2 separate regions of the Ovis aries genome follow, and region 1 is linked to region 2. Evidence: chromatin contacts called from public Hi-C data. All regions are on one chromosome and are shown on one strand. Each heading gives the region's core, a stretch centred on a gene start, on an enhancer-like site or on the middle of the called end of the contact. The rest is flanking DNA. Distances are from core to core; before and after follow the strand shown.

Region 1 (2,823 bases), core at 317-2,816, 93 kb before region 2:
TGGGGGTGGGGGGGGCGCTTTCAGTGGAACACCCCAAACCCAATATGCCCGAGACCAAAACCAACCGCCCTACCTTAATCAAAAAGGAAATAATCCCAATGTAAAATATATGTATTATTCTGACTTCAGTCCACTCTTCCAAAGCAACATGGCATTATACCAAAGCAAGAGACAAGTAAAGCCTGCTGAGGCCCCCAGAGGCCTGGCCCGCCCAGGACCCCAGCCTGCTCTGCTGCGGGGTGCCACGCCCGGAGCTGCCCCGGAGCCTCACCTGGAGCTTGCGGGCCATGGCCACCACCTCATGGTCAGGAGGGTTGTACTTGTAGCAGTTAGAGAACATCAATCGGACATCGGCACCAAATTCCTGAGCATCACGGTACTCACGGGCCTCCAGTTTAGACTGAAAAGACAGGACGGGTCCTGGTTAGTCACGGCTGCCCCTGCTCCAAGAAGGGCTGTCTGCAGGAGCAAGTCAACCTCTCAATGGCTCAGAGTTTAACACAGACCTCTGGGCTGCAGTCCATGGGGTCGCAAAGAGTCGCACACGACTGAGCGACTTCACTTTCACTTTCATGCACTGGAGAAGGAAATGGCAACCCACTCCATCGTTCTTGCCTGGAGAATCCCAGGGACGGCAGAGCCTGGTGGGCTGCCTGCCGTCTATGGGGTCGCACAGAATCGGACACAACTGAAGCGACTTAGCAGCAGTAGCAGTGGGGAGAAGTTATTTACCTCAGTCCTCAGCATCAGGTGGACACAGAGATACTTTAACAGCAAGTCTCAAGGCCAGGAAATGCCCTGCTAGCGTCTAACCCACTGTGCCTGGCAAGAGTACACAGGATCCATAGAGACAAAGCTTAAGCTACAACTGTAAAGAGAGTGCTGGGCCTAGTTCTGACCTGGCCTGTACTTGTCCTGTTGATGTCGGACAGGACATCAATCAAAAGCAACACAGCAATGTCCTCTGCTCTGCCCAAGTTTGGACAGGTTTACTCCACTCCCACATGGAAAAAATGCCAAAGGATTAAAATAAACAAAACCAAAAATGCCAAGAAAATGCCAGCACTTGGGACTTCCCTGGTGGTCTAGTGGCTCAGATTCAGAGCTCCCAATGTAGGGGGCCCTGGTTCAACCCCTGGTCAAGGAACTGGCTCCTGCATGCTGCAACTAAAGATCCCATGTGCTGCAACTAAGACCCAGCACAGCCAAAGAAAACACACACACACACGTTTAAAATATATATATTAAACATATATATAAATATATATTAACATATATTTAAATATAGATACAAACATATATATGTTTAAAACATATATATATATATAAACATACATATGTTTTAAATGCCAGCACTCATATGCCTCTTAAGGGCCTGTCAAAGTCACCACTCTCCAAACCCTCCTGGAGCGCCTGCCACGCGAGGGTGTCTATGGGCACTGGGCCTTGAGACCACAGAGGGCTAGCCTCAGATGGACGAAGGGGCAGCTCTGCTGTCCATGACCAGCAGGGTCCCAGGATCTTGGGGGCTGCAGCCCTCCACAACCCCCAGCAGGGGGCGCTGGGCCGCTTTGGGTTGGTGAGATTTAGACAGCTCCTGAGATTGGGCCCTCCTCCTGGACAAGCCTCAGAGGTGCTGGCCTTTCCTGTCCTACGGGGTCAGGGACACATCCACTCACCTTGATTGTGCTCATGTCCATGGGGTGCTTGATGATGTCACAGTAGTCATGCAAGCCCAGGGCCTCCACGTCCACGGGCTTGTAGAAGGGCCAGGCGTAGGCCGCGTGCTTCTTGGCGAACATCTCCTTAAGGATGCCGCTGCAGCACTTGAGCTGCTCTGAGACCTTGCTGCTCTTATCTGGCGCCGGGTGCTGCTGCGAATCAGGCACGTCCTTCTTCGGGGGTTTAACAGGCCGGCTGCTCTCCCGCCGGGGGCCCAGCTTGGCAGTCTTGGGCTCCGGGGGCAGTGAGGGCGGCTCATGAATGGGGTCGATGGTGGTAGGGGTGGTGGTATCTGCTTTCCTCTTAACCCCTTTCTTTGTCTGCCAAGAGCACAGGCGCGACAGGTATGGTCAGAGGCAGCAGCTGGCACAGCAGGCCCTCAGGGTCACTCCTGAAGCCAAGTCCTTTCTAGGGTCTCAATTCTCACAGGGAACAGGGCCCAAAGGTGAAGGACTGAACACAGGGAGACTCTGTCCCACCACTCTGTTCTGCAGCTGGGACAGGACCCAGTGGCAGGAGAAAGCACATAACCGAGTGTGGGATCTGCTCACCAGAGGCCAAAGGGACTTCTGCAAGCAATTTCCTACAGGCCAGGGACCTCTCCCAGAGCCCACCCCTGTCACTGGCCACCCACAGAAGGCACACTCAGAGGCTACTTAAGACAGCGTCTGCAAACACACAGTCTAAATTAGAACCGGGAAGGGGGTGGCAACCACCTGGGAGGCGTTACTCAATTATGGGATCTCTGGGTCAGCAGCTTTGGGGCTGTGCTGATTTAAACACAGCTTGATGTCCCCTCGAAATACCCACAAGTGCCCTGGGAACCAGAAGCATTGGCAAGGATGAGTGACTGTCTCCTATAAGCCTCACTGCAACTGGGGGAGTGGGAAGGCAGTCCTTTTAGCTGACGGGGCGGAAGCTACAGAGTGACCAGGCTGGGCCACACATACACAGGACACTCACCTTCACAGGCTGTGGGGTGGCTGCAATGATGGGCGGGTGGCTCTGCACGGGCTGGGGGGCTGGTGCAGGTGGGGGCAGCGGCTGGGGGGGCACTGGCGGGGGCGTCTGCAGCGGCTGGGCAGGTACCACTGTCATGAC
Region 2 (2,784 bases), core at 96-2,595:
CCACTCCCTCTATACAAAGCGGGGCACCCGGGACCCTCGGGAAGGGCTCAGGTCTATAATCACCTCTCCCGGTCCTGCATGCCCTCCCCACCGCTGCTGCTCCCGCCCCTTCCTCCTTCCTTGGACATCATGTCCAAACGCTGGTTGATCTTGGCGATGAGGGAGTCAGAACTGTCAGAGCATGGTTCTGGGCCGTAAGAAGCCATGTGCATGGCAGGGCCCCCAGGCGCCAGGCCGTCGCTGGCCTTGGTGGCCTCCCATGAGGCTGGGCCGTAGCTGTAAGTTGCTCCGGTGGTGACGCTGGTGTTCTGGGCACCATAGTAATTGTAGTTTTCATAACCTGATGGAGGGAGGAAGAGCTAAGTCAGATCTCAGCAGCTACAAGACCAGTCCCTGGGGGACAAGTCAGGCAAGGAGCACCCGCCGCCTATGGAGAAGAAAGAGGGTCCGGGGACCAAGGGCTGCTGCCACTGCCCCAGCACTGCACACGTCACCTGCCAACAGGTGGCAGGAGGGCACGGCCTCAACTCTGAGCGGTGGGTTTTCTATACCGAATCATAAGACTTGGTTCTCATCCAAAGCCAGAGAGCCCAGGAGCTGGCAGTTGGAAGACTGATGGACCCACCAAAGAGCAGACCACCACCACAACCCTCCCTACCCCCGACCTCCAGCAAGCTCCCTCGGAGGCCTGCCCCAGCCCTCCCCCGCTGCCCCCAGCCCTCCCCCATATCTCAGACCCAGTCTGCTGAGGCTTCAGGACAACCATGAGCACACCAAGGATGGGAGATGGGGGTCCCTGCACCCCAGCCCCTCGAGGTAGCTGGTCAGAGGCCTACTCACCCACCCACAGACCCCTAGAAGGGCGTACCTTGCCAGCTGGCCACACCAGTTCCATATGTACCTTAAATTAGAAGAAACAAAAACATACAAGATTTCGGTTTACAAAACGAAGGCATCTGAGACGTAGTTCCTCACCCCGACCCCAGCCTAGGCACTGAAGGACGGTCATCACCTCACTCCACTATCCACAGGGCCAGAGCTGGGGGTGGCTAGGTCAGTGTTGCAAGGAGGCACCCTTGGTTGCCCACTGAGGTCAGGAAAGGTGGGGTCCACTAGCTGTAAAACTCATTTCCTACAGAAATGCTCAGCTAAGCGTAACCAGGGCATCTCTCCTAAGGAAGCTGTCCTTTAGGGCAACAGAAAGGACACTACAGTCTTTTTCCGGGAAGCTCATCCAGCGTGGGCCAGCAGCGAAGAGGCTGCCAGGCCAGGCCCCCAGGCAGAGCTGTTCCAAAGTGCCAGTTTCACCAGGCGCCAGATCTAAGGCACCGCCAACAGCACGGAGTGCACTGGTGGAAAATCACGTCCCCAGCTCAACTGAACAGGGGACATCGTGTGCCTGGGCAACACACAAGGCCTCCTGCTGGGACACTAGGTGATGGGTGGAAAAGTGACTCAAAAGCAACCCTGCTGCCAGTGGTGCAAGGGCCAAGTTCCAGGCTCAGAAAACAAAGGAAACCTTCAACCAATCCCCTGGAACAAATGCTGGCAAAAAGCAGAAAACCTCGCCCACCAGAGAGTACATTCTAGTTCTTCAAACACACTAAGTACCAGGATGGGGACTCCTGAGCCGGGTCCATGGACGGGCCTAGGGCCAAATCCAGTCCACAGCCCTGTTTTTGTAGGGCCCACAAGCTGAGAATGGGTTTTATGTTTTTAAACGGTTGGGGAACAAACAAATAAAAAAAGTCAAAATAATACTTCATAGCATGCAAATTCTGACAAAAGACACATTTTCGTATCTGTCAAAACTCACAGAATTGTGCAACAGAGTAAAAACTAATGTAAACTATAGACCATACATTGTATGAACACTGGCTTATAAACTGTAACACATTCTGCTAACTATAATAATAAAGGAAATTGTGCCTGAGTCGAAGATAGACTGTGAGTGTGCATATGAAGTTCTATGTACTATCTGATCAATCCCATAAGCCTAAAACTACTGGAAAGTATTATTTATAAAAATCTTTGGTTATACCCTCGACTATTTACTTAAGATAGAACAAAAATTGTTAAAATAAAGACTGTTTGATGACATAATGGAAATCACATGGTATGCAAATTTCAGTGTCTTTATGTAAACATTATTGGCACACAGTCCTACCTACTTGTTTATAAACTGTCTATGGTGGCTTCTGCACTATAGAGACCATATAGCCTGCAAAGTAAAAAAATTTACTATCTGGCCCTTTACAAAAAAGGCTTCCTGGTTCCAGCTATGTTCATGCTAGTGCTGGGGGCGGGTAGCCCATGCCTCCCTGACAAGCAGGTCTCACTTACCCTGGGTGTTGGTAGGTCCAGCACTCCATGCCCCATAACCTGTGAACATATTTGTGAGTTACAGTCATACTTGTCACACCAGAGAACAAGTGCTTCTGAGGAGCATAAAGGAATCTCCTTGAAGGAGATGAGTGCCAGTCTTACAAGAAGGCAGCACAACCACAACAATGCCCCCCTAAAAGTCATCCCACAGCTGGCTTTTGCATTATCACACTCCACCTGCCTGAGGTCAAAGCAGAAAAAAGAGGAGGGGGATGGGCCTCTGCGCCAGTTTGGTCCATCGCTTGCTGAGGGACCTTGACCTAAGCCTCAACCCACAACTAAGGAAGACACAGGACTAGCTACCAGCTCACTCACCATTAGAACACAGTCCCCACCCCCAGCCCCCTCAGGCAGCCATGAAGTGAAGTGAAGTGAACTCGCTCAGTCGTGCCCGACTCT

Evidence for each region. Hi-C and Micro-C count contacts between places; a contact is called where the count stands out from the background.
Region 1: a Hi-C map of mixed tissues shows a contact between it and region 2, with 2.9 times the contacts expected there. The contact joins two enhancer-like sites. A contact is called at or near these places in 3 of 16 Hi-C or Micro-C datasets (hypothalamus, liver and mixed tissues).

Annotation. Positions count from the first base shown.
Region 1 is chr5:7,690,369-7,693,191 of ARS-UI_Ramb_v3.0, reverse strand. BRD4 (bromodomain containing 4) reads right to left here. Exons shown (of 20, transcript XM_027979120.3): 5 at 2,686-2,823; 6 at 1,680-2,042; 7 at 272-400. Among named protein-coding and RNA genes, the nearest start is that of EPHX3, 28 kb to the left of the region's middle. Within about 2 kb of position 1,566, at least 11 of the 54 cell types and tissues checked have an H3K27ac peak or open chromatin away from gene starts, as enhancers often do.
Region 2 is chr5:7,597,567-7,600,350 of ARS-UI_Ramb_v3.0, reverse strand. AKAP8 (A-kinase anchoring protein 8) reads right to left here. Exons shown (of 14, transcript XM_004008462.6): 2 at 2,344-2,382; 3 at 869-901; 4 at 64-340. Among named protein-coding and RNA genes, the nearest start is that of AKAP8, 4.0 kb to the right of the region's middle. Within about 2 kb of position 1,345, at least 8 of the 54 cell types and tissues checked have an H3K27ac peak or open chromatin away from gene starts, as enhancers often do.